2 separate regions of the Ovis aries genome follow, and region 2 is linked to region 1. The links are chromatin contacts, called in public Hi-C maps. All regions are on one chromosome and are shown on one strand. The core of a region is the stretch at or near the end of the contact, and the rest is flanking DNA. Distances in the headings are between cores, read along the strand shown.

Region 1 (5,761 bases), core at 1,840-4,339:
CTGTAATGAAAAGTTAAGAATGGATTCACGTGGCTGTCAGAAGCTCAGCATGGAGCAGAAGATTCATTAATTCACTGAATAGATATTTAGTGAGCACCTACTATGTGCCAGGCTAGGTTCTAAGCATTTGGGAAATGTCAGGGAATAAAAATCCCTGCCCTTCTGAAGCTTTAATTTGAGAGGAGCCCTTAAAAATTTATTTATTGAAGTTTAGTTGATTTACAATGATTTAAAATGTGTTAATTCCAAGTATACAGCACAGTGAGTCAGTTATATAAGTATCAGTTCAGTTCAGTTGCTCAGTCATGTCTGACTCTTTGTGACCCCATGAATCGCAGCACACCAGGCCTCCCTGTCCATCACCAGCTCCCGGGAGTCCACTCAAACTCACGTCCATCGAGTCGGTGATGCCATCCAGCCATCTCATCCTCTGTCATCCCCTTCTCCTCCTGCCCCCAATTCCTCCCAGCATGTATATGTATACATGAGATGAGATGGTTGGATGGCATCACTGACTCAATGGACATGAACCTGGGCAAACTCCGGGAGATAGTGAGGGAGGCCTGGCCTGCTGCAGTCCATGGGGTCACAAAGAGTCGGACACAACTTGGCGACTCAACAACACCACACACACTTTTTCAGATTCTTTTTCACTATAGGTTATTATAAGGTATTAAACATACTTCCCTGTGATATACAGTAGGTCCTTATCGTTCATGGAGGAAACTTCTTAAAAACAGTACGCAGGCATTACTATTTTCCAGGCATAAGTCTATATGATCACCCACTTCCTAACTCATCCAGTATTCACAACCACCCTATGAGATTGTACTGTTATCCAAATTGTACAGACGGGCAGCTGAGGCTCAGAGCTGTGACCTGACCCCAGGTCAAGGCCGTCAGCATGCTCCGGAGATGGCTCCAGACCCCTAACCTGCCTGCATGTCCGCAGTAGAAGCAGCTGTAAAGGACGCTGAATTTTAGTTTCTTGGCTCACTGGTAAATGGCTGGGCCTACTTCTAGCTTCTACTTGCATCCCTTACAGAGTCTATACTTGACAAAGCTCCACATTTTGGAGGGTGAGGAGACCCCACCCCTGCTTTTAATCCCTCTAAGGCAATGATCCTCAAAGTGTGAGACCCACTAATTTTTGTTCCTCCATGGATGGTTATTCCTCTGTGATGAGGTCAGTCTAGAAATGCAGAGAAATGTTTAGAAACTTTCATAGCAATTTGTTGAAGATAATTAGAAAAAGTTGGTATCTATATTCTCCTGACCTTTTTATTCCATTTCATTTTTTTAAATAAAAAATATTATGAAAGTATTGTTCTGAGATGAATTGGAAATTTAAAGAGAAGAAAATAAAATCTGATCCACTGCCACAGCTGGTTAGAGAAGCATTGTTCTCAGGGAGTTCAAGTTCCCCGGGGCTGGGTGGATTGCCTCTCTGAGAACAGAGAGACCCCATGGGCAAGGTCCAGGAAACATCTGGGTGGGTACTTCCTATGTGTCACTCTCCTTTCCAGTTGTAGCAGGTGGGTGAGTTTTGTGTTCTAGTGCTGAGGGCAGAGGAGAGATTGTAGGAGAAGCTGCTTTTGGTCAGTGGTCCTTCGGGTCCTTTGCAAAAGCCGAAATTCATGAAGGAGATGACGCTAGGCCTGGTCAGTGGTGGTGGGGTGTACTTTCCTCCCGGAGCTGGAGCTGGAGGAGAGGTCAGTTTAGCCACACTGGGGAGGGAGGAGAGAGATCACAGATCACAGAGGAGAGAGATCACAGGCTGCTGCTGCTGTGTGTACACAGGGAAACTGGATGCTGAGTCCCAGGGTTCCCAGCCTCTGCCTCGTTCTTGGCCCCAGGCCTGGCTCAGGAGCCATGTAGACTTAAGCCCCAAAGGGACTGTAAGGGCCAGAACACCAGACAGAAGTGAGGACCAGGGATGGTGGGCCTCTACCCCAGTGAGCATGGCACCTCAGCAGGAGTCTGAAAATGGACTCCCAAGAATGCCTGGGATGGGATGTCTGCCAGGCCAGTAGCACTGGGACTCAGAGTCCCCCATCATTTGATTAAATTAAGTGTTATTTCTTGCACAGGAGTTTGTGGACCAATATTGCTACCTGCTACCCTTTGGGGAATGAATTCAGGAGTGACAGTGGATGGGAAAGATGCTAGCAGGTTAGAATAGGGGTGGGGGAGGGGATAGTAAATGAGATCAGGCTCAGAGGCCCAGATGCGGGGAAGCAGAGGGTATGGAGGGAGCCACAAGCTGTCCTCTCTGACCCAGACCTCAGCAGTGGAGCTGCCTGGCCTTTGTGACCAGCATCCCTTCTGCCTGGAATATTCTCCACGTGGTTGCTCTTCTAGTTTTTCAAGTGTCAGCTGAAAGGTCTCATTTTTCTGGGAGGGGTGTGTGTGTGGGTGGGTGGGTGTGTATGATGAGGGGTGTGGCGTACAGGGAAGAAGCATCAGATCCCAGGGCCTTGTAATTTGCAATCCTACCACTGTTCAATTGCTTTTCTGTCACCGTTTTCTCTTGGCCCCGAATTTCCCGAGTGTCCTTCTAGCTGTGTCAAGCTCCAGAGTTTTGTAGCCAGGATAGGAACTGGGTCTAGGCCATTCTCTGAAAACCTGGGGATCTTGTTCTGTCATTGGAGGAAATCCTGAGATTCCTCTTGTGAGGACAGATGGCCGGCCACAGACAGTCTTTCCTCCCAGGCGTTTGAAAGTGAAACGCAGCTGCCCACGCAGCCCAGCTGGAGATCCACACCTGCAGCCCCCGCGGCTGCCCCCCCCTCCAGTGCCCTTGTACCAACTAACTTCACATGCAGTCCCCAGGATTCAGGGGGTGGGGATCTGGGTAAGAGGGGTGGATGCTGAGGGCCAGACGCAGAGCTGGAGGCTCCTCTTTCACAAACCCGCATTGCCCACCCCAGCGAGGGCACCATCACACCTGCCAGGTTGGCTGAACGACAAACATCTGTCTTGGCAGAGTCCTGACGGTTTCCTGCTGCTGATCTGCCTAGAAATCCCCAGAGGAAACCTTCGCCTCAGAGGTTTGGTCCCTTTGACTCTTCTGAGGCTATAAACAGGAAGTGGAGAGAGCAGTTTAGGAGTGAGATAGCCTGAGAATCAAAATAGCGCTGTTGATCTTCATTGTCTCCTGCGATTCCAGTTTCAGTTTCTATTTAGTGGAAGAGTGAGGTTTCCCAGCAAATCTAGGTCTCCCATGGCCCCCTGCCCCCTGACCGACAGCACAGACCACACCCCAGGGCCGCAGGGGTCTCTGAGCAGACACAGGAGTCTCTCTCTCCTTGGGAGCACTGCCCTAAGGCCAAGCCTGGGAAAAGCTGCCAGAATTCCAGACCCCACAGTCTAGGTCCTAACCCTCTTCCCATTCATTCATTCATTCATCCAATAAATATGTACCAGGTCCTCTCTGTGTGTCAAGTGCTGTGCTGGACCACTGCACTGGGACTATCACAGAGAAAAGAGCCAAGTTTGTGATTTCAGGAAGCTAACAGTCTAGTAATGGAGACCGATACACACATGTCCCTGCCTACTGCAGGAAAAGCCCCGTTTGGCCCACCCGGCACTTCAAACTCATTTAATTTAAACACAACCATGTCAGCTTTCCCTAGGACACTCATCCTCAGCTCTCTGTTCCTGCCAGAACTTCCTTAAGCAGGGAAGTAAAACCCCTGAAGGGTTTTAAGACAGAGCTCCAAATCCTTTGGTATTTCTCCCTTCAAGACATGGAGCCCTCCCCTGTGTATGGGCTAGCTTTCATCACTCACTTTTTTTTTTAACCCTTGAATATATCATATTTTAATGTCTAGGCATCCAGTCATTTGGCCTCATCACTCAGGACCATTATTAGTCACCTGCACTCTTGTGTTTGGATCAGTGATGACTCCTCTGCCTGATGTGAAATATGCCCACCACTTCTCTGGATTTCTTATTCAACAACAAATTACCAACAATCATTTGAGTCACAGGCACTTTGCTGGGCTCACTCACATTCCTTTCAGATCTCTAAAGAAGAAAAACCTTTTACAAGATGTAGAAATGGATGCCAAAGTACAACGCTATGCATGGGAGTTCCCTGCCCAGTGAAGGGTAGAGTTGGGATTTCAGCCCTGGCATTTTAAATTTAAGACCAGTGCAACCCTCATGGACACAGCTTCTTTTCATTTCAAAATACATATTGGGTCACTTTTTCTTTCATTTCTATTTTGTGAGATCATTTAAGAGCTAGTCTCTTAGCAACTTTCAGGTATATAACTCTTTGTGGATTACATACTCTCTCTACATATATAATGGCCTCCCAGGCGGCTCAGCGGTAAAGAATACACTTGCCAATGCAGGAGACTCAGAAGAAGCAAGTTCGATCCCTGGGTTGGGAAGATCCCCTAGAGGAGGGCATGACAACTCACTCCAATATTCTTGCTAGGAAAATCCCATGGACAGAGGAGCCTGGCAGGCTACAATGAATGGGGTCACAAAGAGCTGGACACGACTGAGCACACACACACTCGCATATGTATATAATAATCATTTCCTATAATCACCATGCTGTGTGCCAGAGCCCGACTTGCTTCTAAAGACTAGTACGTGGCAGAAGTGACACTGAGTGACTTTAGGCTAGGTTAGAAAAGGTGACACAGCTTCAGCCTGGCTCTCTCTCTAGGGACACCTGTTTTTGGAACCCAGCTGCTGGACCATGAAGAGCCTCGTGCCACTTCGAGAGTCACAGGTAAAGTTCTGGCTGATAGCCCCAGTTGAGGTCCCAGGGCACGGCAAAGCATGAGGGAGCTTCGAGATGAGTAAGCCCCAGCTACTGTGAGATCCTGAGCAAGAACTGCACAGCTGAATTGAACGAGACAATAGTAACAATAACAAAGACAATAATGACGGTAATATTGTTTTAAGCTACTAGCTTTGGGTGATTTGTACTGCTGCAGTGGATAACCAAAATAGTCCTCTGTCCTGGAAACATCGATGGATCTCGATTCCTTTACAGCCTCGCCGGTGGGCCAGCAACATTGGACCACCTGGGGACCTGTTAGAAATGCAGAATCTTGGACTTTGCCCTGGGCTTCCCAGGTGGCGCTAGTGGTAAAGAACCCACCTGAAATGTGGGAAACCCAGGTTCAATCCCTGGGTTGGGAAGATGCCCTGGAGGAGGGCATGGCAATCCACTCCAGTATTCTTGCCTGGAGAATCCCATGGACAGAGGAGCCTGGCGGGCTACAGTCCATAGGGTTGCAAAGAGTAGGACACAACTGAAGCCAACTTAGCATGCAGGCAAGGACCCTGTCTGCTACCTCCTGAACCCAAAACTGCCTTTCCACAAGATTATCAAATGTTTCATAGGCAGGTGGGAGTTTAAGAAGTCTGGCTCTGCAATCTCTCTTTTTGAAGAACATTATTTTAAAGCAATACTGAAAAAACGAAAATACAAAATATAACATAACCCACTCTAGCATACCTACCACCTAGAGCTGACAGATCATAGTAAGCATATATTCTGTATTGAACACAATGTTAATTACAAATATTAACTCATCCACCCTTCATGACAGCCTTGTGAGACAGATGCTGCTAGATCACTCATCCCTATGTTATAGAGGAAGAAACCAAGGACAGAATGATTAGCGGAGGTACTCAAAGGTCATACAAATTGTAAGCAACAGAGCTGCTGTCTGAATGCCCTGGCTTCAGGGCTAAGCTTTTTTAGACATTGAACACTCTGCTGCCTCCTCCC
Region 2 (5,795 bases), core at 1,841-4,340, 68 kb after region 1:
CTGAGGCCCCTGGCTCTTCCCACTTTTGGAAAGCAGCAGTAAGGCCCTGCAGGGTATTCTCCCAGAGTCCCCACCCTGAGGCTGAGGCTGGCTCAGCATACTCTCCAGCACATGGGGGTCCTTAGCCCTTTGCTTAAGGAGCAGCTCTCATCTGTACATCTGATCACTCAACAACCAGAGCCAGGAGCGATACCTGGCTCACGAGGTCAAGCACGACTATGAAATTCCAAGTGCAAACGCCAGTCCACTGTTATCTTAGGAACCCCAGCACTCATCCTAAGGACTTGCACAAAGGAGCTCCTGGGTACCCGTGGCATTGAGTGCAGGCTTGCACCCCCATGCACCCTTCTCCCCCACGTTCTCTCCTCTGGACCAGGGTAAGAGTTTGGCTGGGATCCCCCTGGACAGGGAGTTCCTCCCAGAGTGAATTGGTCACGTGCATCCTTGGATCTCCAAGTCAGCCAGTGGCACTGTACATGTATGGGGAGAGACCAGCAGGATCTATGATGAGGCAGTAAGGTTAAAATGAGGAGATGGCCCAATTGACTTTATAATGAAAGAGCCCTACTGTTCCAATCACATCCCTCCCATTAAGGTTCTGCTACTGGCTAGAGAGAAACAAAATCCACAGAAGGACAAGCTCTGAACTGTAAGAGGAGAAAGACAAAAGGACACTAACAGGAGCTGGGACCCGTGATGTGCTAGGCATAGACTAGACACTTCATGTGCACTAACTAAGTGAAACCTCACAAAAGCCAAAGGAGATGCCTATTATTGATCCCTGCTTTACAGATGAGTTAAGCAGCTTGCCCAAAGTCCCATGCCATAAACCAAGTGCAGAGCTGAGGCTCAGACCAAGGTCAGTCAATGCTCAAGAACATACTCTTTTCACTGCATCTTGTAATAATCCCTGCCCAGTCATTCATATGGGAAGAGGAACCCCTAATATATGGGAGAACTCTGGGCTCAAGATATTGCTGAGATCAACAGCAATAATAATAATAAAGAAGAGAAGGAGGGGGTTCAGAAGAGAGAGGGACGTAGGGATAGGGAGAATGAAGGGGAAGACAATGGCGCTGACTGTGAAGATACTACTGAGCAGGTCTAGAATTGGTTCCAAGGTTGCGAGCAGTCCTTCATGGTGCACCAGTGCCTCTCCAGAGCCTTGGGCCACCTCGGTTGATGCTCAAGCATGAGGCTCTTGAGATTAGTGAGTACTGGGAGCCAGCGTGAGGAACTCCGCCCATGGCAAAGGTCATGAGGAAGGAGGCTCAACATTACGCAAAGGCAGGATCAAGCCTCAGGAGACACCCCGTTCCTGAGCATCTACTCCCAAAACCAGAGTCTGCCTACTTTACTGTTTTATGCTCTCACCTACACCTCTGACTTTACGAGGGGCTGACCCCCACCACCTCTTTCGGAGAAGGAGTTAACTTACAGTTCCAAGTTAATAAAAAATTCCTGGGCGTGACAAGAGTGTTTCAACTTACAAACTCCTCTGAAGGTTCTCTAGCCTGCCTGAGCAGGTTCATCCAGCCACATGTGATTGTTTACAGTCTCCCAGCCATGAGAGGCATGAGATGCTGTAAACTTTCTAAATTCAGATTCTTTTGAGAAGTTAGAAAATTATTAGTATAGTATAGTGGGTTCATTAGAAATTATATTGGTGAAGGGTTTTTCATTTGTTGAGCCAATGTTTGCTGCTAAATCTCCATATTCCCAGCCCTTATAATGAATATAACTAGCATATGGGAGAAATAAGTATTAACCTTTGATATCAACCATGTTAAACCTTAGGCTAAGTAAATTCCTTTTCTTGATTATAACCCCCTGCACCCTCACCCTATAGGAATGCAACTTTATCTGGTGCCTTTGGAGGGTGGCGCCTAGTTTAAGAAAAAATCACCCCTGGAAAAAATAAGTTTTCTGGTTGACTGACCGTTATCAGAAAGGGCCATAAAATGTCAGCAGGCCTCATGGCCAGAAGATGATGTAAAACCCCTAAGACCTTTGTATACTTTTATATGAAGCACCTGATTTTGACAAGGGTCAGGTCTGCTGACCCTGTGTGACTCTGTATTCATCCCTATGTATAACAAAAAATATATAAGCAAACCTGAAAATAAAGAAAATGGATCAGTTTCTGGAAAGACTGATTCCCCCAGGTCATTCTTTCTTTCCCCTTCTGGCTGAATTCCCATCTGGAGCGTGGATGCTCTACTTACTTGCCCTGGCTTCCTAAGACCCACGCAAGAGGGAGCCCAAGGTGGGGCACCCTCCACTATTCAAGTGGGCACCAGTGGCCTACATAGATGGTGCAAATTCCTTGCCTTGGAGTTTTATTGGTATTCCACCTAAACCAAGTTATTCAGCATCTTTTTCTCCACTAATTTTCCTACTACACTATTCTCTTCTAATCTCTCTTTATATTTCTAATTAAATAGCTTTTTCCTAGGATGCCGATTCCATCTCCCCTTCGAATTACCCTGGATCCACCGGGGCTGGACCCTGGCAAGTGAGTGACCTGTTTTATCCACCTTCTGGTGCCCTAGTCCATCTTCTGTTGGTAGGTCTTCTTCCTCAGTCTTACCAGTTCAACATAAACTAGTCGCCTGCCCAGCTGGTTCCCAGTCTATCCTTGACTTCTCTGTCTCCCTCTTTCCCTAACTGCAGCAGTGAACCAGTGTCCCAGTTTCACTCCAGGTTTATTACAACTCCCCTGCTCTGAAACAGTTCATCATGCTCCATGGGCTCAAGGATAAATTCCAAAGGGTCAGTATTCAAAGCCCTCTAGGACCTGGTTCCAACCTGTTATTCTAGTCTTTTCTCCAGAGCTGCTTCTAGTAAGGCCTGTGGTTCTCTTGCCTTCAAAGAGATGGCAGATCCTGTGCAGAAGGAAGACCTCATGCTAGCCAAGCCTGGACCACCACTCCTGATAAAGAGGGTGACTCCATGAGAACAGCAGTGGGCTGGTTCCTGTCCTCATTGTGTCCACGCTCCCCTCCCCACTCCAGGCAGAGACAACACGCTAGAGATAGTAACAACCTCCGAGTGGAGCCAGGCTGCCCCAGCTGTTTACAACAGGTGGCTGGGCTGTGACAAGCCAAGTGAGCTTGGTCAGCATGGAGCGTCCATGGCAACCAGCTGACATTGCCAGTGAAGCTCCGTTCCAACACCCACATGGCCGGTGTCCTCATGGTTGCATCATCCAGTAAACCAAGTCCAGCTCCAGATCTGGGATCCAACATGGGGCTACAAGGGGCCAAGGCCTTACTGAGGTCAAGGAAGGGCCCCCACTTCCCTGTCTGGCTACACGGGATGCTATCCATGTGTACTTGCCCCCTCTGAGTGACATTCATTCAGCTCATGTCCCAACACAGCCTTCGTAATTCATTTCCTACAAGGCTGGAATTTCCTTCCAATGACTTGAGGCACATTAAACGTGGTTATTTTTTACTTTTTAGAAGTGGAAACAGCACTTATTTAAAAGATTCAGGTATTGAAAATTCTGAGTTGGGACCATGCTGTGCTGTCTGAAGCCAAGGTTAACTCTCTTCGTGGTAAGAAGTACTTCTCGGAAGGGGACCTCCTAACATCAAATGATGGGAATCATGAGCAACAGAAACAAAAGTGCAGAAGGTTCAGGAGATCTCTGAAAACTCACAGTTAACCTTGAAGAGTGGTCTTCCATTATAACTGAGTGGACTATAGGTCTCTTGAGGGCAGCAACTGTACCATTTTGCTATCTCTAACCTAGTTGCTTGGCCTCTATCATAAGCATTTTGATAAATCTTTATTGAATTAATGAACCCATGTTAGAAAGATTGATCTCATCCATATTCCACCAGGGTAAAAGCCCCAGTTATAAGGCCCTCAATGATGATTCCTTTCTCTGAACTTCTACTCGCTAGATAACAAGTACGACATCTCCCAGCAGCTGTCATATGTATATTCCACCCATGGGATGCCTAGACTGTTAGATCCTAAGAGCAGGGGAGAAGAGTATGGCCTGTTTTGTATAATTCCAACATCTTGCCCACTGCTATGTATGACTCTCAGTGAGTATCTATTTGATAATATAGTTCCAAATGAATATTATGCCAACCCTTCAGAGCAATGAGTAATAAGCATGGCCATTTGCTCAGGACAGTACTTGTCCACACTTCTAGATAAATAAAAGCCGGGCCAAGAAAACAATCTCCTTCCTTTACTTCATGTCATAATGAACTGTCAACCAAAGTAATGGAGACAAGAGCACCAAACTCAATAGAAGATGCTCATCAGAGAGAAATTTCACAAACATTTAAACTTAGGGCGATCATTGGTGTGCCACCTGTTTTGTTTCATTCTGTTATTCCTCCTTCCAGTAAATGTATATGAAAGCCCTTTGTGCCGAGCAGTATGCTAGGATCTGGCAATACAAAAGTGAACACTCTCTTAGCTTGCAGGAAGCTGAGGCTGGAGGAAGGGAGAGAGAGAAAATGGCTTCAAATGTCCTATAATACAGTAAGTTGTAGGCTAGCAATGCTTCTGGTGGACATCAAACCAGTGTTCAGGACTTAGTGAAAGTATTTTAACTCAGGCCTGAAGAATCAGTAGGAATTAGCCAAGTGAAGAGTAGCTGAAGTGTTCCTGGAAGAAGAAGAACTTGGCGTGGAAAGAGAACCTGACCCAGAGAGAGCATGGTCTCTGCAGGAAATTGCAGAGAGTGACTGGGGGCGGGGGTGGGGGGCTGGCCAGTGATTGGAGAAGAAGGAAGCAATGATGATGCAAGGCTGGGAAGTAAGCAGAGGTCATATAACAAATATGAAGTAGCTTGGACTTTGTCTTCCAGTCCAAAGGGAATGGGGGAAGGTTTTTAAGCTGGAGAGTGACATCACCAGAAACTCTGAAAGCTACTTTTGGTGGCTGGATAGTTTGGGTTAGAAGGCTGCAATACTAGTGAGAGGGAGATTGGGTAAGAGGCTGTGGAAGCAATCCTCAGGAAAGGTAACGATGGTCTGGACTAGTGTCATGGCAATGGAGATGGAAAAGAGTGGAAGGACTCTAGAAATGACTGCAATATAAAATTAATGACTAGATATGGGGTTGAGAAGAGAGAGAAATCGAGGATGATTCCTTGGGCTTAGACTTAGGCATCTGGGTACACAGTGCTACTGTGCAATAAAATTAAGAACAAAAGACAGGAAGCAAATTAGAGAAAGTAATCAGCTCAATTTCTGACATGTTGAGGTTTAGGTGTCTAGGTGATATCCAAATGGAGATGTCTAGGAGAAGGATGGCCAAATGCACAACTCTGGAGAAAAAACTGAGATTAAAGAATATTTGTATATCAGAAGTCATGCAAACAGATGATACTGCTTGTACAGAATAAGAGAAGATGAGCACCAAAGAACCAACATCTGAAGGATGGGACACAGGAAGAGAGGACAGGAAATCAAAGGTATTGTCATACCTAATAAGCCAAAGAGGGAAGATGGTTCAAGATATAGGGAGCATTCAGGAGTCTCATCTGATGTTTAACAGTCAACTAAGGTGAAGATTAAACACTCCCCCTTGCACTTAGCCACTGCAGATGCGGCAAGTGCAGGGTTAGAGGACACACAGGAGAGCAAATGGGAGATGAGGAGGTGGAGATGCTGGGCATGGTCGATGCTCCAAGAAGCACGGGGCTGAAGGGGAGGAGAGAGAGGACAATTAGTGAAGGTGGGGTATGGAGTCAGTGGGGTCTGCCTGAGGATGGGGAGAATGTTTTACAGTGAATGGCTATTCCAAAGTCAGCTATGCATTCCTAG

What was found. A called contact is a pair of places that touch in the nucleus more often than the background predicts.
Region 2: a contact with region 1 is called in a Hi-C map of muscle, with 2.4 times the contacts expected there. The contact joins two enhancer-like sites.

What each region holds. Positions count from the first base shown.
Region 1 is chr2:13,358,067-13,363,827 of ARS-UI_Ramb_v3.0, forward strand. The region is part of intron 6 of PALM2AKAP2 (PALM2 and AKAP2 fusion); the gene reads right to left. Among named protein-coding and RNA genes, the nearest start is that of C2H9orf152, 220 kb to the left of the region's middle. Within about 2 kb of position 3,090, at least 15 of the 54 cell types and tissues checked have an H3K27ac peak or open chromatin away from gene starts, as enhancers often do. A contact at or near this core is called in muscle, where this site is marked.
Region 2 is chr2:13,425,606-13,431,400 of ARS-UI_Ramb_v3.0, forward strand. All of the region lies in intron 4 of PALM2AKAP2 (PALM2 and AKAP2 fusion), which reads right to left. Among named protein-coding and RNA genes, the nearest start is that of PALM2AKAP2, 260 kb to the right of the region's middle. Within about 2 kb of position 3,091, at least 3 of the 54 cell types and tissues checked have an H3K27ac peak or open chromatin away from gene starts, as enhancers often do. A contact at or near this core is called in muscle, where this site is marked.